Regions from separate parts of the Mus musculus genome. Here region 1 is linked to region 2. The links are chromatin contacts, called in public promoter capture Hi-C maps. All regions are on one chromosome and are shown on one strand. The core of a region is the stretch at or near the end of the contact, and the rest is flanking DNA. Distances in the headings are between cores, read along the strand shown.

Region 1 (5,484 bases), core at 436-2,935, 3.7 Mb before region 2:
TGTAATGAAATCCAATGCCCTGTTCTGGTGTGTCTGAAGACAGTGACAGTGTTCACACCTAAATAAAAAAGAAATAAATCTTAAAAAAAAAGAAAAGAAAAGAAAAGAAAGCCAGGACGGTGGTGGCGCACGCCTTTAATCCCAGCACTTGGGACGCAGAGGCAGGCAGATCTCTGAGTTCGAGGGCAGCCTGGAGCCTGGTCTACAGAGTGAGTTCCAGGACAGCCAAGGCTTCACAGAAAAACCCTGTCTAAAAAAAAAAAAAAAAAAAAAAAAAAGGAAGAAAAAATAATTCTTCTTTTGGGACTGGAGGGACGTCTTAGGAATTAAGGGCTCTTGCAGAGGACCAAGGTTTGGTTCCCAGCACAACAACCATCTGTAACTCCAGTTCCAGAGGGTTCCATACTCTCTTCAAATCTCCCCGGTACTGCACATATGTGGTGCACGTGCATAAATGAGGAAAGCACTCATAAATATAAAATTAAAAAGAGCTTATTTAAGATATTCTTAAGTGGCGCTCCTCCACTTTCAGAAATTATTTTTTAAATTTTAATAAACCTATGTTGCTGTTCGAAAAATAAATTCATTAAGAATCTTGATCTGGAGAGATGGTTCAGAAGTTAAGAAAACTTGTCATCCCACGGGACCCAGGTCTAGTTCACAGCATTAACAACGGTCCAGGGGGATCTGACACTATTTTGACTTTTTTTTTTTTTTTTTTTAGATTTATTTATTTAGTGTATATATGAGTATAGAGGTCACCTGATCCCATTACAGATGGTTATAGGCCACAATATCGTTGCTGGGAATTGAACTCAGAATATCTGGAAGAACAGTCAGTGCTCTTAACCATTGAGCTATCTCTCAAGCCCTTATTTTTTTTTAAAGATTTATTTTTATTTTATGTATATGAGTACACTGTCGCTGTCTCCAGACACATCAGAAGAGGGCATCGAATCCCAGTACAGGTGGCTATGAGCCACCATGTGGTCACTGGGAATTTAACTCAGGACCTCTGGAAGTGCAGTTGGTGTTCTTAACTGCTGAGCCATCTCTCCAGCCCGGTTTGACTTCTGAAAATGTCACGCACGCCCGTGGCGCACATTCGTACACACGGGGGGGGGGGAACCTCACACATTTGTAAATCTGAAATTAAGAACAAAATATGAACGGGACATGACATCTGGAGACTGAATTGGCAGAGACAGGACTTGAGGGAGATGTGCCCGAAATCATGGCGCATTAAAGGCATGGCTTGATTGGAAGACTGAGAGCAATGTTGGTGATCACATCAAAATCACTGGTTAGGTAAAAGAGCAGTTTCATTCAGTCTATCTTAAGAGCTCACGAGAACAACGCAGTCAGTTGTCTCACACTAAGCCTGCTTCAACGCCGTTGTTTTCGTTGCTGTGTGGGACTAGCCCTGTGTGATTCCGTTCTAGAAGTGAGAGGAAGCACAATGCCTCCATTTTTCTTCATTATCATGAAATTTGGCTGCTGCAGAACGCCGTAGTTCTTTACATTCTAAACCTCAGCGTCGACGAGGCGTTTCGCTAAGCTTGAACCCAATCATTCTCCGTAGACCCTATTTGTCAATCCTAGTGGGCGGGAAAAATGTGTGTAAAATGACATTCGATGCGCGCCCTTCGACCCGACGCCTATGCGTCAACACGTTCGCACGCTCAGGGGGCGGAGCCATCACTTGGCTTTATATAGCCTGCACTGGCTCCTGGTCGCTCTCTATCTGCGGCGTGTGGCGGCGAGATGGTACGTATGGCCATGCTGCCTTCTAACTTGGTCTCCTGTGGGCCTGGCTTGTATTCACCTCCCATCGGCGCCATCCCTGGCTCGCCAATCCTGAAAGGATGTAATAGGGGATCGATGTGAGGGCCGCGACCGTCCGGAAATTCAGGGACCTTAACGGCCTTACGGAGGATGTGTGTGGGACCGGCCTGGGCCTGTGTGCGACCCATTTGATATCAGCGTAATCCTAAGGGACTTATGGAATGGGCTGTTTTGTGCTTAATTCGAGGGTAGTGGTCAGTCTGGTAGGGATGGCCCAGGTCTTTAGGAATGCATTGGTTAAGTGGAGAAATTTGGCAAATCGGGTCGGGTCTCCATTTTGGAATGTTATAAGAGTGGAAGGTGCATCTCTAGAGTTCTCAGAAGCCACAAATGATGAACCTTTTGACGGGCGGACAGAAACTCTGTGCTGAATGTCAAGTTCTGATTTGGCTTTAGGAGGGAGTGTTTGAGGCCGACTTGCATTAGACTCCATCTTGATACGCCATGTTGCCATTTAGTCACATGGGATACTCTTGAAAGTTCACCCATCGAGGTTTTAGTATAACTAAGCTGTTTTGTGTTTGAAAGGCATGGAAACTAAAAGCATTAAGCTGAAGTCTTATTGCAGTCTGTCCTCTGATACAATTCCTTTAAATGTGGAACCCTCCTTTGGGCTTGATTGGAAGACTGAGAGCAATGTTGTGATCTCTCCCTTTACCTCAGTCTCACAGGAAATTCTCAGCTCCCAGGCATGGGTCCTTGGGCTTCCTGCCTCGCAAGCGCAGCAGCCGGCATCGTGGGAAAGTGAAGAGCTTCCCTAAGGATGACGCTTCCAAGCCCGTTCACCTCACAGCCTTTCTGGGTTACAAGGCTGGCATGACCCACATCGTCCGGGAAGTTGACAGGCCAGGATCTAGTATGTACAGTACTTCCTTGTCCAACTTGGGCTGTGTGTAATTTTGCCTGTAGTTACAGTAAATTCCCAAAGGAGCACAATAGCTTCATCCTGGGGTGCTTTGTGGTAAGTCTAGAACAAAGCCTGACTTAGTGTGGTAGTGCCCACACTAAGGGAGCCTAGAAGTGTTTTGGCCTAGCGAAATTTAACACAGATTCCTGTGCAGAGTCCTGTTGGGGTAGTTGGTTGTTTCCATGCCAGTGCCTGTTATCAACCCTAGGTACTCTGAAAAGGTAGACACATTTAACAAGTGTATTCTGGACATGAAACCAGACTAGTGATAAAGCTCCTCTTTGAGACAGTCTAGATAGCACATGGCATTTTGCTACTTCAGTGGTGATAGTCACCACCTGGCATGGTGCCTGTTAGCAGCCTTGCAAAGTAAGTGGAGGTTAGAAACTTTGGCTCAATTGTTAAAAGCTGCAGTTGGAGAGCCCGCAGTTCTGAAGAGCAGTCCTGGAAGGCCCAGTATTCTGATGCGGAGACAGCCATTCTGTCTAAATGGATGCTTGTATGTGCTGGGGTATTTGTGCTCCCACTGAAGCTTATGCCTGTTTGTCTTCACAGAGGTGAACAAGAAAGAAGTCGTGGAGGCTGTGACCATTGTGGAAACTCCCCCAATGGTGGTTGTGGGCATTGTGGGATATGTTGAGACCCCACGAGGCCTCCGGACCTTCAAGACTGTATTTGCTGAGCACATCAGCGATGAGTGTAAAAGGCGCTTCTATAAGAACTGGTAAGAGGCTCTTGGGTTCCCTTAGAAGTAAGGGACACTCTGAGCTGGGATGTAAAGTGAAGGAAGTTGGATCAAAGGTTTTTTGAACCAAAAGCTGACTGTTAACCCTTGAGGGTGCTGGTCAGTCCTGGTTAGCAGAAGTGTTAGAGTTGCTTTGACACTGAAGTGGCAGGGAAGCTGGAAAACAAGACATCCTGCATCTGGGCCTTAGTGTGAGGTAATCCTTTGAGGCTTGGATGCTGGCCTTGTCTGTACTAGATAGGTCCCCTGCCTCTGGCCTGAGCCCCTGACTTCCACTACTATGAGATGTGCCCCCAGATAAAGGGATGTTCTGGTGCCCTGGAGCAAGAGTTGTGTGTTGTGTATATTTGTGGCTTATATTAACCTGTGGACCTCTGCTCAGCTCCGCTCGGCTCTGCCCGATGAGCTTCATCCAGGCTCCGCTTGCCGGTGGAAAAGGCTCCTTAGAAGCCGGCAATGAGCCCCATCCCCAAATGGTGCCAGTCTGCCTTCCTCTCACCTGTTGCAAGGGTGATGAAGGCCTGCACCGGGCCCCTCCCCCAACTGTGCTCTGCTCCTGAAGGCACAAGTCTAAGAAGAAGGCTTTCACCAAGTACTGTAAGAAATGGCAGGATGACACAGGCAAGAAGCAGCTGGAGAAGGACTTCAACAGCATGAAGAAGTACTGCCAGGTCATCCGCATCATTGCCCACACTCAGGTAAGCACCTAAGGTTTGGGGCATTTTGCAGGCATTTTGTGATCCGAGGGGATTAGAGACATTTCTGGTGTCTTAAATCAACCAGCAGAGGGCACTGTGACACTGAGGCTTGCTTCTCTAGATGGTCTTACTGTGCTCTATCTGACTAATCTGAAATGATGGTGTGAGATTGGGCCAAGTATTCTGTTTTCTAAACACATTGCTAGTTAGGAACCATTTAGTAGCTCATGCATGAGTCCACCAACCACTGGCAAAGTCAGGTCTATTGGCTTTGAGCTTCTGGTGATTTACTTTCTAGTCCATTTGCCACCAGCCTGATATAAGCTTCATCTGCTTCTTTTAGATGCGTCTGCTTCCTCTACGCCAGAAGAAGGCACACTTGATGGAGATCCAGGTGAATGGAGGCACTGTGGCTGAGAAGCTCGACTGGGCCCGAGAGCGGCTGGAGCAGCAGGTTCCTGTGAACCAGGTGTTTGGGCAGGATGAGATGATTGATGTCATTGGCGTGACAAAAGGCAAAGGGTACAAAGGTAAGCTTTGCTGTAGTTTGTGGGTGATAATGTGAGACCCTGGAACGTACACTGGACACAGCACCAAGTGATGCGGTGGCAGCGTTTCCTTGCCTGCCTGCCTTCTGGGAACAGCAGTCAGCTGGTCAAGTTGACCAGCTTTTAGAGAATGAGCTAAGAAAAGGAGTAACACCTCAAATATGTGGACCCAGTCAGTTGACCTCACCCTTAATGCCAGGTGGCCATGAAGGACAAATTGGGCTCCCTAGAGTACATATCTGCCTCAAACCAATAAACACATGGCAACCTCTGGCCACATAGTGACACATGAAGCTGCAAATAACTATTTAGGCAGACAACCATCCAGTCTGATTTTAAAATAGGACAGGAATGTGGGGTTGGGATTGAATTCTGATATTCAGATTTACCCATTGTTAGATAATTTTGTAATCAGTGAACTAATCACAGGTATTTTGAGTACTCATTGGGAAGGGACAGGAACGTGCCCAGCCCCATGAAGTTAACATTCTTTCCAGGGGTAACCAGTCGTTGGCATACAAAGAAACTGCCCCGAAAGACCCATCGAGGTTTGCGCAAAGTTGCCTGTATTGGAGCCTGGCACCCTGCCCGTGTTGCCTTCTCTGTGGCTCGAGCTGGGCAGAAAGGCTACCATCACCGAACAGAGATTAACAAGAAGGTAAGGCTGATTGGGGATCCTGCAAATGAGAGAGGGTATTGGGTTCATAGAACAGTCAGTCCTAGGAATCCATGACACTGCCT
Region 2 (5,170 bases), core at 2,181-4,680:
TGGCCTGCGGGCCTAGATAGTGTCTAGCACTCCATATGACCCTTTGCTTTGCTCCATTGCAGAACAGGATCATTCCTGGTCCACAGTAGCCCCAGACAACACAGAGCCTGACAGAGACACCAGGCATGCCAGAAGCAAAGGCTCCAGCTCCTCCAGTGGCAGGACATCTCCAAGGAGACCGTCTCTGGCCCAGCTGTGCAACACCTGGAAGCCTGCACCAGAGCAATAGGTTCTACCACCCTTGGGCTTGGGCGTACCATGGCAGGTGGCTGCTCTCTATGTCCCATGTTCCCTAACAGGAACATGGCTGGGCACTCTCTGCTGAATTGAGGGTGGGTGGGTGTGGGAAGATTAAAAAAATGTTCATTCTGTTGAATTAAGGATGCAGCTATCTACAAGGGTGGGCCAGTGGCCTTTGGGTATCTCCTTGGGGACCTGGGTCAGGGGGAAAACACTAGTCTACACGGTGAATGTGCCAACAGTGTCAAAGCTTTAACAAGAGTGCTGGAGAGCATCATGGGGTTGGGCGGGGAGGAGGGGGGGGGCTGAGAAGACTCCTGGTACCCAGTGAAAACACCTAGCCATGCATGACAACACATACACCAGTCTTCCAGCTTCAGGGGTATGAAATAGAACACTGCAAACTCCCTTGGAGACTACAGGTCTCAGGGACCTGGAAGGACCTGTTGCTGAAGAAAACGTCACTCACAGGTGGAGTGAGATCTGTAGCTCAGAAAGGGGGACACAGTAGAGCAAAACTTGCCACGGTATCTACAGAGTTAGGAAGAAGGGGTGCATACACAGAGTAGGCTCCAAATGTTGGGGGTAGGATCGTACAGGGGTAAATGCTTCAAGAACACGCAGGAGAATCTCTTGCAGGAGAGTCTGGATGTCTTTTTTTTTTTTTTTTTTTTTTGGTTTTTTCGAGACAAGGTTTTTCTGTGTAGCCCTGGCTATCCTGGAACTCACTCTGTAGACCAGGCTGGCCTCAAACTCAGAAATCCGCCTTGAAAGGCAACCGAGACTTGAAAAAGCTAACCAAGGAGCAGGTTCTATCTAGCTGAATGGCTAAGTCCCAATTCAACCTGGGAATAAGGAGGCTGACAGGTGAAACAGAGAAACGGAGGCAGCAAATGGGAAACCCAGCAAGTCATCCAGAGACAGGCTCACAGGCTCGGATGGCAGAGCATTCTAGGAAGGGACGAGGATCCAAGTGTAGTCTGTCTTTTAAGGTCTTGGGCAAGGAAAGCAAGAAGACTCCGAAGGTTGGGGCTCACGGCGCTGTTTACATCTCTAAGCCTACCCACGTCCAGACCCCTCAGTGCCTTCAGGAATGAAAACCTAGTTGGCTTCCCAGGGCTTGCAGTATTTTCAGTCCAGTCCTATCACCAGCTGGGAATAGGCTCTTCATAGCTCCAGTGACCACCGGCATCCTGCCTCATCTGTAGGCAGCTGTGACAGAACCCAGCCAGCTCCAGCTCAGTAGTGCAGCTCTGAACTATGTGCATTATTGCCGGTTGCAACAGGGCACAGGATTGGGCAGCACCCTTGGGCTTCTCACCATTTACTGGGCATTGACCCTAGAACCCTGCGCCAACACTGGCAAAGGTGGGTCTGAAGCTGGCATTCAGGCCAAAGGGGCTTCAGGTGTGTGGGGCACCGTTGCCTCTTAGCTCTTGAGCGAGCTCCTGTTGCTCTTGCTGGTCGAGCTCCTGGAGCTGTTGTTCCACGTCTTCAGGTACCTGCACCTCCAGCAGGTTTTCCATGCCAGCCTCTGGCTCATCACCAATAAGCACCTGCAAGAAGAGGAGGCAGGTGAGCGGGCTCATAAGCCATTGGCACTTGCCTAGCCTTTCTGACCCCCCGCACTCACCTGGATAAGTTTTTCGCAAGCCATCCGCACATCGGGCTCTGGCTCCCAGCTGTGCAGCTCTCGAAGGATCAAGTAGGCACCCTGGTCCCGTACCTGCTTCCGACCAGGTGCCGTGGCTGTCAGCTAGGAAGATGGAAAAAGGTTACTCGGATGCCAATACGGACTTGTGGAGAGGCACTAACACCCCAGGCCCCTGCTCACCAGCATGACGGCTTCGATGAGCATCTTCCGGATGTCAGCGTCCGGCTCCCGTTGCTTGTCTGGTGACAAGTACTGCAGGTCAACAGGCAGCTCTAGGAGTGAGGGTGGGAGACTATTGGTCCCTGTGCTGAACACCCAAGCCCTGCTCTGCCTGGGTGAGCCTTGTGTGTGTCTGTAACGACCCCCTCCTTAAAGGCTGCCGGACTGAGGGACTCCAGACCTGCACACCTCTCCATCTCCCTCTTGTAGTCTTCCCTCTAGCACCAGACAGCCCTGAGGCAACCACCCAAGTCACTCACGGTCCATTTCTTCCTCGGAAAACTCTTCAGGCCCAGCCAAGGGCAGTAGCAAAAAGGGGAGAATGTCGACTTGGGCCCCAAGTAACCACTTGTGATGTCCTGGAGGTGCGGACAAGGAAGGAGATCAGAATAATGGTCCGTTGGGTTCCCTAGGGTCCAATCCCCACCTTGGCAATGGCACCACCCCCTCCTTGTCACTCACGATGCTCAAAACAGCAATTCCGAAGTGTTCCCACCACCCCGCCCCTGCGCACCGAAGAATCTGTGTACTGGGTAAGAGGCAGCAGCCGTTGGACCACGCACCTGTTGAAAGAAGATATTCACTGCTGTCCTTGTTCACTTCCACTTCCCCACCTTCCCGCCCGCGCAGGCGACTGGGTTTCACCTGTCTGGGTCCAGGAGAAAAGCACGCACCTCCGCCTGCTGGCTAAGGTTGGAGAGCAGCGGCCCCAGGTAATGCAGGGGTGCGGCCGCGTTGTAGCTCGGCGTGCACAGCGCGTTGACAAGTCGCTCCAGACCCAACCGCTCCGGCTCAGCGGCCATCAGCTTCTCCATTAACGCAGCACACGGAGCCGGCTCGCGACTCAGGTTGGCCAGCACTGCAGCCGCCTCTTCAGCCCAGGGCCACTGAGGGTCCAACACGCAGCGCAGCAGGCGGGCGGGCAGCTCCGGGTCAGCCGCCAGCAGCTGCCAGTGCACATTGGGATCAGCAGCCAAGTTCACGAGCGCGCGGGAGGCATCGCGGGAAGGAGCTGGGGCCGGGGCCACCGCAAGGTCGACCAAGGCCCGCAACAACTCTGGCTGTCCGGCCAACAGCGTGCGGCCCGAGCCCGCACCAGTCAGCGCCAGCACGTGCTGCGCCGCGGCCGCCTGCAGGTCGGCTCGCGCTCCGAGCACCAGGAAGGGCAGCAGTTCCACCGCCTCCGTGTCCGCGCCAGCCTCCTGCTCTAGCAACCCTCGCTCACCAGAGAACCCCGAACCTACTCCCGGTCCCCGCATGCCGCCAGCAGTCTCAGTCACTTCTCGTGCCGGGGCCACCGCCGGAAAAGCGGAAGTCGTTAAAACCCTTCCGAGGCTGAGAACCTGGCTGAAGGGGGCGGGGCCGGTTTCAGCGCGAGGCATTGTGGGCCACAGTATTAGGCACCCCTTAAGCTGGTGCAGATGCACCCTCCCCCCCTTCCCATCATCATCACCACCACCACCAGATCCTTGCAAGGACTTTTCCGGCTGCCTATTGCGTGTTTGCTTTGCCAGGAGTCAGAACCACGCGACCAGCACGCATAATTTGAAGCGAAGCTCGGCAGCCGGTGATCCTGGTGTCCAGAGTGTTTGCTGCCACCTTTTAAACCTGGTTTCAGACATCCAGGAACCGGAGGGTGCAGGACTCTGCGATGAAAAGGCAGCTTTGGATCAGTCTCTGACTTTGCAGAGGGGCTAAATTTTTTTTTCTAGTGCATTTGTTAGGTCCTCTTCAGTGACAGAAGTCTGAGTCAAGCAGGCTTGGGCAAAGGGAACTAATAAATGAATCTATAGTTTGCAGGTTTGGGGGCACCTGGTGACAGACGCCCCTGCCAGCTCTTTAGAGCACTGTTCGGTTTCTGTCTTCCATACCTCGCTGCGTTTCTTTGCTTCTCAGTGGCTCCATATTACCTTCCACCGGCACATTTGTTAGCACAGATGGGAGGACACTGGCCTTCTTAGCTACGTAATCCCTAGCAGAAGATAATTTCAGTACTAGGATCTGTTCTGGGAAAGTATCCCATTTGGTGCTTCTTGTGCCTGTATTAGCAATTAGCTGCCTGGGGTCCTTGCTCTCTCAAATTAGAAATCTTGAGTTAGGGGTTTTTCCAGGGCTGGTCCTTGTCAGGTTTTTGTAGGAGATAGCCAGGAACCGCCACGGTTCCAGATCCTATGCAACCTTAGATACTGACTGGGATCCTTCCGGCTACAATGGCAAAGTGGTTAGGTCTGTGTAGGGCCAACTGTCCAGATTTCCCAGCTGTTGACAGCAGCTAGTGAGTTTCTAAGAAAAGGCTCCCTTGCCTCTGTTTTGTTTTGTTTTGGAGACAGTGCTGGCTGTCCTGGAACTCACTCTGTAGACCAGGCTGGCCTCAAACTCAGAAATCCACCTGCCTCTGCCTCCCAAGTGGTAGGACCAAAGGCGTGCGCCACCACTGCCCGGCTCCTTATCTTTTTATAAACGTGTCACTGTCTAATCTCACAACTGAGGAGGCTGAGGCAGGAAGGTCAGTGTAAGTTTGAGGCCAGCCTGAGCTATAAAATGAGCTGGTCTCAAAAGATTTTTCTCTTAAACAAAGTTAACTTTGTTAACTTGACACAAAATAGTCACCTAGAAAGGGAAGCTCAGTGACTTTAAATTAAGTTGGCCTATGGGCACATCTGTGGGGGCTTAATTAGTGGAAAGACGTTGCCCCCACTGTGATTGTTACCATTCCCTATAGGAAAGGGGTTTTATAAGTGTGGAAAAAGCAAGCATACTGACATGTAGGAATCATTGCTGTCTTCTGTGAGTGGAATGTGACTAGCTGTGTTGAGGACTATTCCCCAAGCACAGCTGGAGCCATTTTGTCCCATGCCTGCCAACCACTTCATATTATATTCCTGGTACAGAAAATAGTTTGACTCAGAGCAGGATCAAGTTGACCACATATTTTGTTATAAGGTTTCTTCTTAAGAAACTCCACAACAGGGCTGGTGAGATGGCTCAATGGGTAAGAGCACCCAACTGCTCTTCCGAAGGTTAGGAGTTCAAATCCCAGCAACCACATGGTGGCTC

The links. Promoter capture Hi-C pulls out the DNA fragments that hold promoters and counts their contacts.
Region 1: a contact with region 2 is called in a promoter capture Hi-C map of cranial neural crest. The contact joins the promoter of Rpl3 here to the promoter of Hgh1 in region 2. A contact is called at or near these places in 2 of 39 promoter capture datasets (cranial neural crest and pre-B cells).

Annotation. Positions count from the first base shown.
Region 1 is chr15:80,079,607-80,085,090 of GRCm38.p6, reverse strand. It overlaps Rpl3 (ribosomal protein L3), which reads left to right and starts at 1,685. Exons shown (of 10, transcript NM_013762.2): 1 at 1,685-1,767; 2 at 2,509-2,701; 3 at 3,308-3,476; 4 at 4,060-4,195; 5 at 4,539-4,725; 6 at 5,241-5,401. The coding sequence starts at 1,765. It overlaps Snord43 (small nucleolar RNA, C/D box 43), which reads left to right and starts at 2,185; the gene lies at 2,185-2,232. It overlaps LOC115488570 (a small nucleolar RNA gene), which reads left to right and starts at 4,005; the gene lies at 4,005-4,059.
Region 2 is chr15:76,367,158-76,372,327 of GRCm38.p6, reverse strand. It overlaps Hgh1 (HGH1 homolog), which reads right to left and starts at 3,430. Exons shown (of 6, transcript NM_021555.2): 1 at 2,759-3,430; 2 at 2,576-2,676; 3 at 2,374-2,472; 4 at 2,075-2,166; 5 at 1,874-1,996; 6 at 917-1,796. The coding sequence starts at 3,372. The coding sequence ends at 1,644. It overlaps Tssk5 (testis-specific serine kinase 5), which reads left to right. Exons shown (of 8, transcript NM_183099.2): 8 at 63-370. The coding sequence ends at 229.